2 separate regions of the Ovis aries genome follow, and region 1 is linked to region 2. A link is a contact called in public Hi-C data. All regions are on one chromosome and are shown on one strand. The core of a region is the stretch at or near the end of the contact, and the rest is flanking DNA. Distances in the headings are between cores, read along the strand shown. Region 1 holds the start of ERCC5 (ERCC excision repair 5, endonuclease). Region 2 holds the start of TPP2 (tripeptidyl peptidase 2).

Region 1 (4,640 bases), core at 1,279-3,778, 210 kb before region 2:
TTCTCCAGGCAAGAATACTGGAGTGGGTAGCCATTCCCTTCTTCAGGGGATCTTCCCAACAAAGGAACTGAACCTGAGTCTCTAGGACTGCAGGCAGATTCTTTGCGATCTGAGCCACCAGGGAATGGGAAATCTAATTTCAGATCGGGAGCTCTCAACTCTGCTATCCTTTGGAACTAGATATGAACCTTCTGAAACACAGGCTATTAAACATGCTGTGCTTAGTCGCTCAGGCATGTCTGACTCTGTGCCGCCCCATGGACTGAAGACCACCAGGCTCCTCTGTCCACAGGGATTTTCCAGGCAAGGATACTGGAATGTGTTGCCATGCCCTCCTCCAGAGGATCTTCCCAACGCAGGAATCAAACCCAGGCCCCCACATTGCAGGTGGGGCCTACACAGAGTGTAATATTTTGTTAATAATAGAGTTAAGTGTATTTTACTTTTAAGTAAGGTCCATAAAAGACAAAAGTTTAATTATTAATTCTTTATTATTTGACACAAACATTTATACTGTATAAATAAACAAGACACTCAGCTGGAAATGGTAAAAAGACCAAACAATTTATTTCAGGGATTCAAGAATAAATTATGAACCTAGTATGCCAAGGGTAATTTCTTCATTAACAAATAAAACCAAAAAACCTGAATACATTTTACAAATTATTAATTTCTCACATGGGCTGGAATGTAAACTGATTCAAACTTTTGCTGACGTTTTAAGGGTTCCTGACACTGGATACTGCTTTCATTCCTATGGATAGATATTAACAGTTCCATGGAGAAAACCTTCAGGAAGCAATGGTTTAAGGAACCACTAGAGGGCGGCCACAGCACATGTGCTTCAAAAAAAAAAAAAACAACACAAACCTCTGCCACAAGGTATCAGGCACAAAACTTTTAACCCACCATTCATTACGGATGTGTTTTAAATTAACCACATTGCAAAAAACGTGTAATCATTATCATCATCTTGCCTTACCAAAAAAAAATTATCACTGTTCCATTACATATGAATTGTCTCCAACCAAAGTCAATGAATGGCTCCTCCTGCTGAATCCCCAACCCCTGACAGCGCATTTACCACAGCAATTACTGCAGGACTGTCTTCTCCACAAAGCATGGAGCTCCTAGGCTCATACGCCCAACTTAGGGAACTGGTGGAAGGTACCACCAGCTTCTGGAACAGAACAGACACTCAGAAAAAGAAAAGAAAGATAAAAACAGAAAGATGATGAAGAATGCCTAACGAATAAAAACACTAAAACTTCAGAAACAGCTTTCACTTGTTTCTGTAATTAGGAAACAACATCTAATTCTAAAGACAAAACCAGCCAAACACGCACACAAACGAGGAAAATAACGCACGGTACACCTTTTGAAATCTTTGCGGTGTTGTACCATACGAATTTCCTATTCCAAAAACAGTAACCAAAAAAAAAAAAAAAAGTAAAAGCTACTTTAAAAAAAGAAAACGTAAAACACATGACCACAACGTTTTTCTTCCTCTCACAAATATAAACGGGCAAGACTCAGGACGGCTGGCAAAACTACTGGTAGGAAGTCGACTTCATTTTCTCTAGGCTGACCTCCCAGCCAGAATAACACCTTCAGGATTTGCAATATTAACAGTGCCAGACACTAATTCTAAACTCCTTTCATTTAAATATTCCCTTTATTCCTCCCACCAACTCTGTGTGTAGAGACTGTTATCACCTCCACTTCCCAGATGAAAGAACTGGAGAGAGGCGCAGAGCGTTGGGCCTAAGACTCCAATCCAGGGAGCTGTGACTGCAAAGCGGAAGAAAATGAGACACTTAGAAAGGAAGCGTCCTGAGGAAGATCCTATAGCTACTCCTCCCCGGCCTGAGACTCCCCTGGGCTGCTCCTCCAACGCCGCTCTGCGCCCCAGCAAAACTGAGAGCAAAAAGCCCTGGCGTCTCACGTTGATGTCTGACAGAAAACACAATTCTGTAAAGCAGTTATCTTTCGATTAAAAAAATAAAAAAAAAAAACAACCCTGGCGTCCACCGAGCATCCCCAGTGTAAAGGATACCCACGGCAAGGATCTTCCCCTCCAGCGTCTCCGGGCTGATCTGCCGCCCGGAGCACTCCAACAGCTTCCAGAGCCCCTGGACTCCCATGAGGGAGCTGTGTCCTCGGCGTCGCGGGCGGCTTCTCACTCCAAGTCTTCCCCGCCCGGCTGCACCGCCGCCCGGAGCCCAGGAAGAGCCCTCTCAGCTTCTACTCAGAAAGACGGAAAATTAAGAGCCCGCAGCTGTCCAGGAAAAACCGACTCCGGCGAAACGGGCAGTTTCCAAAAACTGACACGGCCTTGCGGAAGAAAAACAGGACCGGAGAAAACTGGCGACGCTGAGGGGCAAGTCCTCGTCTCCTCCAGCGCTCTGGCCCAAACGTTAGCACTCTTAACGGACGACCAAGGTGAGGGGCCGGCGCAGGCAAGATTTAATTGCCAGAAAAACTTCCTCCGAAAACTCCAGTCTCCTCAAGCTCAGGCGTAAATGCACGGGAAATGGAGCTTCCCGGATGCCGTTTAATGCGTCGCGCAGGGCGGAAGTCCTGGCTCCCCGCGATGACGTATATCCGCTGCGCCGATGCATTCCGGAAGTGAGGGGGTGGTTTAGCTTCTGTGTTTACGGCGTGTTGGCAGCCTTACGTTCTCTATGGCGCGGTCTTATTTCTGTTAAACGTTGAAACCGTACGCAAAGCGTTTTTTCTCAGAAGTTACGGGTTTGTGCGTCCTTTTCTAGCGTCGGTTTCTTCCCAGTCTGCCGCCAGTTGTGAAAATTCTTGATGCTAAGTACTGTTTATCGCGGGAGGCAATAACTGAAAGGTGGAAGCTTTGAATTCGTTTCAGTCGCTTAGTCGTGTCTGACTCTTTGGGAGCCCATAGACAGCAGCACGCCAGGCTTCCCTGTCCATCACCAACTCCCGGAGTTTACTCACACTCATGTCCATTGAGTTCGTGATGCCATCCAAACATCTCATCCTCTGTTGTCCCCTTCTGCCTTCAATCTTTCCCAGCATCAGGGTCTTTTCTAGTGAGTCAGTTCTTCGCGTCAGGTGGCCAAAGTATTGGTGTTTCAGCATCAGTCCTTCTAATGAATGAATATTCAGGACTAATTTCCTTTAGGATGGACTGGTTGGATCTCCTTGCAGTCCAAGGGACTCTCAAGAGTCTTCTCCAACACCATAATTCAAAAGCATCAATTCTGCGCTCAGCTTTCCTAATAGTCCAACTCTCACATCCATACCTGACTACTGGAAAAACCGTATCCTTGACTAGATGGACCTTTGTAGGCAAAGTAATGTCTCTGCTTTTTAATATGCTGTCTAGGTTGGTCATAATTTTTCTTCTAAGGAGCAATCTTCTTTTAATTTCATGGCTGCAGTCACCAGCTACAGTGATTTTGGAGCCCAAAAAAATAAAGTCTGACACTTTCCATTGTTTCCCCAACTATTTCCCATGAAGTGATGGGACCAGATGCCATGATCTTCATTTTCTGAATGTTGAGCTTTAAGCCAACTTTTTCACTCTCCTCTTTCACTTTCATCAAGAGGCTCTTTAGTTCTACACTTTCTGCCAGACGTGTCATCTGCATATCTGAGGTTACTGATACTTCTGGAAATCTTGATTCCAGCTTGTGCTTCATCCAGTCTGGCATTTCTCATGATGTATTCTGCATAAAAATTAAATAAGCAGGGTGACAATATACAGCCTTGACGTACTCCTTTCCCAATTTGGAACCAGCCTGTTGTTCCATGTCCAAGTATAACTGTTGCTTCTTCACCTACATACATATTTCTCAGGAGGCAGGTCAGGTGGTCTGGTATTCCCATCTCTTTAAGAACTTTCCACAGTTTGTTGTGATCCACACAGTGAAAGGCCTTAGCATAGTCAAAACAGAAGTAGGTGGAAGATTTGGTTGATGTTTTTTCATTAATAAGTAGGTAGTTATCTGAAAATCTGTAGTAACCAGATAGTAATATGGTTTAAAATCTTAGCCCTTGAAGTACATTTTTCTTCAGCATTTAAGAGGCTTGTAGGTCAGAAATAACAAGAAACTCATTGCCAGAGTAGCTCCTGGAAAGGTGGTAGATTGGACCCTCAGGCTAAGATTCAAACGCCTACCGAACCACTTATGGTGTTTAGCATTGCCCAGATCAGGTTTGTTCAAAACATCTTTCTTCATCTGTAATAGGCAGGCATGGAAGCAGTCTTACAAACTGTTTCAAGCAAGGATCATAGGTAATGTTTGTGAAGTACTTAACCACTAGTGGTCAATGAATGGTAGCCTTTTTGTACAAATTTGTTCAGATTTGGACTATTGAAATTAGATTTAAATCAGTGAAAAGAAATGATTGGAAAATAAGTTTTTAGCGAAACTATTTTTTTGCACAAACAGATGGTTCCCAGTAGCCAAGTTTCCTGAACCTGTGTACTCAGTTGCTTAGTCACCTCAGACCCTGTAACCCCATGGACTGTAGCCCACCAGGCTCCTCTGTCCGTGGGATTTCCCAGGCAACAATATTGGAAAAGTGAAAGGAAAGTGCAGTCGCTCAGTCGTGTCTGACTCTTTGTGACCCCATGGACTGTAGCCTCCCAGGCTCCTCCGTCC
Region 2 (4,542 bases), core at 937-3,436:
CACTCCAATATTCTTGGCTGGAGACTCCCATGGACAGAGGAGCCTGGCGGGCTCCCTGGGGTCATAAAGAGCTGGACACAACTGAAGCAACTGAGGATACACACACCTAACGTACATTTATCCTTCAGACAGCTGGTGGTTTAAGATCCAGCATAAACTCCCTCAAGGTTATTTAAGCCTTGCTTAAAAACATGAGTCTCTTGAGCGCTTTTCCTGAGCTCTTTAAACAGTCACAGGTAACTAACTGTCTCAATTTTCAGAGCAGCGAGGTGGGATGAGAGTCACTGTCTATACTTTACAAAGAGAACGGAAGGACGGGATGAGCAGGTCTGGGAGATTCTACAAAAGCGTCTTTTCCCCAGACAGTACTCCTCCAAACTCTTCCGATCCCCTTATTATCCTGACAAAAGAGCCAGTGAACCATGTCCTCCAGCTGTTCTCCTCCCACTTATCCCTATAAAAAGGAAACACACACACCACCCCGGAATGGAAACCATTACTACCAGGGAATAAAGTCTCAAGGAGGTGATGGCTGGCACTGCTCTGAGTCTCCGTAGTTATTAACACAACTGGACCACTCCAGCGCAGGAGGAAGGTGTCACCTGCTTCTCTTCTGAGGCTCCAGAGCTGCCCGGCAGGGCCAGAAGCAGGTGACTGGCACTCCAGACCGCTGCTCAAAAATTAAGGGGAGGAAGCAAGATACCCCGCGGGGGGACTCTCTACAGAGTCGACCTGTTTCCTCTTCCCCTTGAATTACATCCTAACTTCCCAAACGCTTGCTATCTCGCTTATAAGAGAACACAATCAAGGATTTGAGAGGGCAGAGGCATGAGAGAATTCCTCAACTTCAGGGTTTTAAGCCATACAGGTGAAGGGTTGACACGGAAAGAGATCAGCAATCAGCCCCGTTAGACGTCCAAGAGATGGGACCTTGAGCAACGCTGAGGTTCTGCTGACTACTCGGTTTCCCTGCAAGTCTAAGGCTAAATTTACAAAAGCCAAACTTTGAAAACTTTAATCAGAAGGCTTTCAACGGAGATACAACGTTTTTAAAAAAATTACCTTTTTCACAAGGGTACCTTGATTCAGCGATTCCAAAGGTCAAACAAAGTCGTCTTTTAAAAAATCACAAAGTACGTGGTCTTACATTTTGAGGTTGAAAAATATTAAAAAAAGCAAGCATAATTGAATGCACCCTGGAAGAGTTCGCAAAAAAAAAAAAACACAAAAAAACCAACAACAAACTCAATTGGCTTCTTCTCTACGTAAAAGCCTAATAAGCCCTGCGTTTCAGCTGACCCTAAACTAGTACACTGCAGAAGAGGGTTTAAAAATAGCACACAGAAAACTACCGGAGGAAACAATTCCGGAAGTTGACTATCTTCTTGAAACCGGAGGCTTTCGTTGTTTCGAGATTAAAAAAAAAAAACAACATTCCACCCCAAATCAAATCACCCGAACGACAGTAAGAAAACACAGGAAAAAAAAAAAAAAAACACTTAAAGTTCTGATTTGCCCCTTCTCTGTAGCCTCCCCACCAGCACCACACCACCCTCCCCAGGATAATAAAATGGTAAATAACGGGCACTGGCCGCTTGGGTCCACGAGGCAGCCGCGGCGGCGGAGGAGGGCGCTGGGCTGGGCAGGAGGGAGCCCGCCGGCCCCGGGGCCTGGCGGCGCCCAGGCTGAAAGGGGATTCCCGGGGGTGGGGGTCGGCGATCGGCGCCCCGAACGACAGCGCCGGGCCCCGCTGCTTTGTCTGGGCCGGCATCGGGGCCCGGCCCGGGCGCCCCGGGCCCCGTGCCTCCCAGCCCAAGGCTTCCTCCCGGCGCCCAGCTCGCTCTCGGTGGCACAGCGGGGCTCCGAGGCCCGCGTCCCCCCGCCGTCCCCGATCCCCGCGCTGGGGCCCTCGGCGGCAGCCGCACCTGCATGCCCGGGGCACCGGGGTCGACCCCCGTGTCCAGGACGGCGATGAGCACCCCTCGCCCGTCATACTCCGGGTAGCGGCACAGGAAGGCCGCGGCCCCGGTCTCCTTCTTCGGGAGGAGGCCGTGGAAAGGGAAGGGCTCCTCGGTCGCTGCGGTGGCCATGGACGCAGGCTGCAGGGTGGCGGGGAGGCAAACGGCCGGGCTGCGCGCGGACAAGCGGCGGCGCGAGGACAACCCGGGCGGCCGCGGGCCTGGGTTAGGAGGGGAGGTGCGGACGGGATGGGCGGGGCCAGCCTCCGGCCAATAGCCGAGCCGCCAAGGAGGACCGGCCAATCCCGCGCCGCTACGTCAGAGCCGACGGCGCCGCTCTCCGGAAGCCGAGCCCGAGAGGTACCCGGGGCCGCAGAGAAGGGGGCGGAGCCTGAGGCGTGGCCGGAGGGGTTCGGGGGGCCGGAGCCCTCGCGGGGGCGGGGGGGTCCTTAAACCAGAGAGACGCACGGGGCGGGGATTTTTTTTTTTAGAGGGTGAGTCGGCTTCTAAGCAGAGCGTCCGCGTATCCCCGCCCCACCGCGGGGACAGAGAAGGAAGTGGGGGCTAAGTAGGGGCTTGCCTTCTGGAGAAGCGGGAAGCCCCCTTCTGACAGTCGACGGTTTCTGAACATGCAGGTGTGGATGAATGAAACTTTGCGGTCAGCTGCGGCGGAACCCCCCGGGTGGACCCGGAGCAAAGGGAGCCCACGCGAGCTCGCTTAAACCCCTTAGGTGTGTCGGATATTGGCGAAAAGCCAAGAGATCAATTTTTTTATTTGGGAGAGTGGGAGTGATTTTTCTGGTTGGGAGCTCTTTGATTCAGTGGTGTCGGGCTGGTGTTCCCCTGTCTCGAAGGTGTGTCCCTTTGAAGGATGGTGATGGTGGTAGTGGGCACGGGCCAGGGCTGCAGTCTGCAGTCAACAGGAAGCGGGTTGCTGGCGATTCCATCGCCCTCGGTAGCCAGTAACAAAGTGGCATCCCGAAGTGGGCCCCTCCTATCCTCTTGTCTTACCCTGGGCTTCCGGGATTTCTGAAAAACATTTTTTTTTTTTTCTTTTTCTTACCCACCCCCCCCAACGCCCAGCCGGCCCCGACTCTCTCTTTAAGTTGGTGTTCCTGGTTGATCCTCAGGGTTCGTCACTCAGCTGAAAGTGAAAGTCACTCAGTCTTGTCCACTCTTTGCGAACCTTGGACTGGATCTAGCCTGCTGGGCTCCTCTGTGCATGGAATTCTCCAGGCAAGAATACTGGAGTTGGTTGCCATTCCCTTCTCCAGGGGGGATCTTCCCCGACCCAGGCATCGAATCTGGGTCTCCTGCATTGAAGGCGATTTCTTTACCATCTGAGCCACCAGGGAAACCCTGATAGAGCCATAATTGGCAGTTTTCCAGATTAAGAGTGGCTGCTATCAATTGCTCCATGCTGCCCCAGTGGCCCGTTAATGATTTTTCTGTCTGTATTCATGCCAGGGTAATCTCAGTCTTTGTGAGGATGTGCCAAGGATGGATGCTTTTGGCAGTCTGGTCAGCCTTAAGGTCAGCTTCTCAGAACAATTTTAAACTCATAAAATATAGAGGATTACAGAAGAAATGATGTTGAAATAGCTATCAAAATATGAAAACCAACTTTGTTATACAGAAATAGTTTTGTACATGTGTGTATGTAGTTACACATACGCTTCTTTGCGTAAAGTAAACAGGAGCTAGTGCCAAATCTAATAAGTGCCCGTAATTGCACAATAGTAAAGAGCATAAATGATATTTTGAGACCTGTACTATGACAAGAAGCTGATTTTTACGGGTGACACAGGAACAAACGGTAATGCTAATACCACTCCGGTTATTACCTACATCTATAATTGAAGGAAATACTTAATTAAAAGTTTAGTTGAAGTTAAGCTGTATTTATCTTTTTCTACTCAAGTTTTTGAACCCCTCAGATTCTATCATGGACTCCAGGTTATGAATGCATGGTGTCAAGGGAAATCCTATGTACACCAGTCTCCACTTCACAGGATTAGGGGATTCTCCATGAAGTCTCAAAAATTACCGTAAAGGCTGTGCAGTTTCTTTGAATTGATTACTTGCCCGTTCATTCTACTCCGTAAGTCTTAGAGAAGCACGTTCTCTTTAGTGAAGAGGAAACAGGATAGTTACCAGTTTTCCTTCCTACTCCCAACTGTGTTTATGTTACCTCAAAAAGGACTTACAGTGATTGAGGGAGAAAAGAGAAGGACAAACTCAGAAGACATTCAACAAAAACATATAGTGACAGAGTGGATGGAATAGCTTCCAGGTTCAACTGTTCAACTGTTGTCCAGTCGTTTCATTTTACAGATGAAGAGCAAAGATAGACAGGTTTACTGACTGCCACGGGTTACAAAATGAATTGATGAAAAAGCTGGATCTCTATTCTGCCTGTCTCTGATTACCACACCAGTCGAGCTCTGCTGGAGTGTCACCCAATGAATGGATGGGGAATGAACTGTTCACTACGAAACCAAAGTGGCAGGCTTTTTATTAGACTCCTGTAACAGTGTTTAAAAAATTTACTCTGCTTACATATCCCATAAAAATATTTTAGAAA

What was found. Hi-C and Micro-C count contacts between places; a contact is called where the count stands out from the background.
Region 1: a contact with region 2 is called in a Hi-C map of hypothalamus, with 4 times the contacts expected there. The contact joins the promoter of ERCC5 here to the promoter of TPP2 in region 2. A contact is called at or near these places in 10 of 16 Hi-C or Micro-C datasets (blood, hypothalamus, liver and 5 more).

Annotation. Positions count from the first base shown.
Region 1 is chr10:78,415,319-78,419,958 of ARS-UI_Ramb_v3.0, reverse strand. It overlaps ERCC5 (ERCC excision repair 5, endonuclease), which reads right to left and starts at 2,528. Exons shown (of 14, transcript XM_060394213.1): 1 at 2,057-2,528. The coding sequence starts at 2,144.
Region 2 is chr10:78,204,897-78,209,438 of ARS-UI_Ramb_v3.0, reverse strand. TPP2 (tripeptidyl peptidase 2) reads right to left here and starts at 2,186. Exons shown (of 28, transcript XM_042255043.2): 1 at 1,926-2,186. The coding sequence starts at 2,090. LOC121820468 (a long non-coding RNA gene) reads left to right here and starts at 2,331. Exons shown (of 2, transcript XR_006061018.2): 1 at 2,331-2,689; 2 at 3,042-4,542.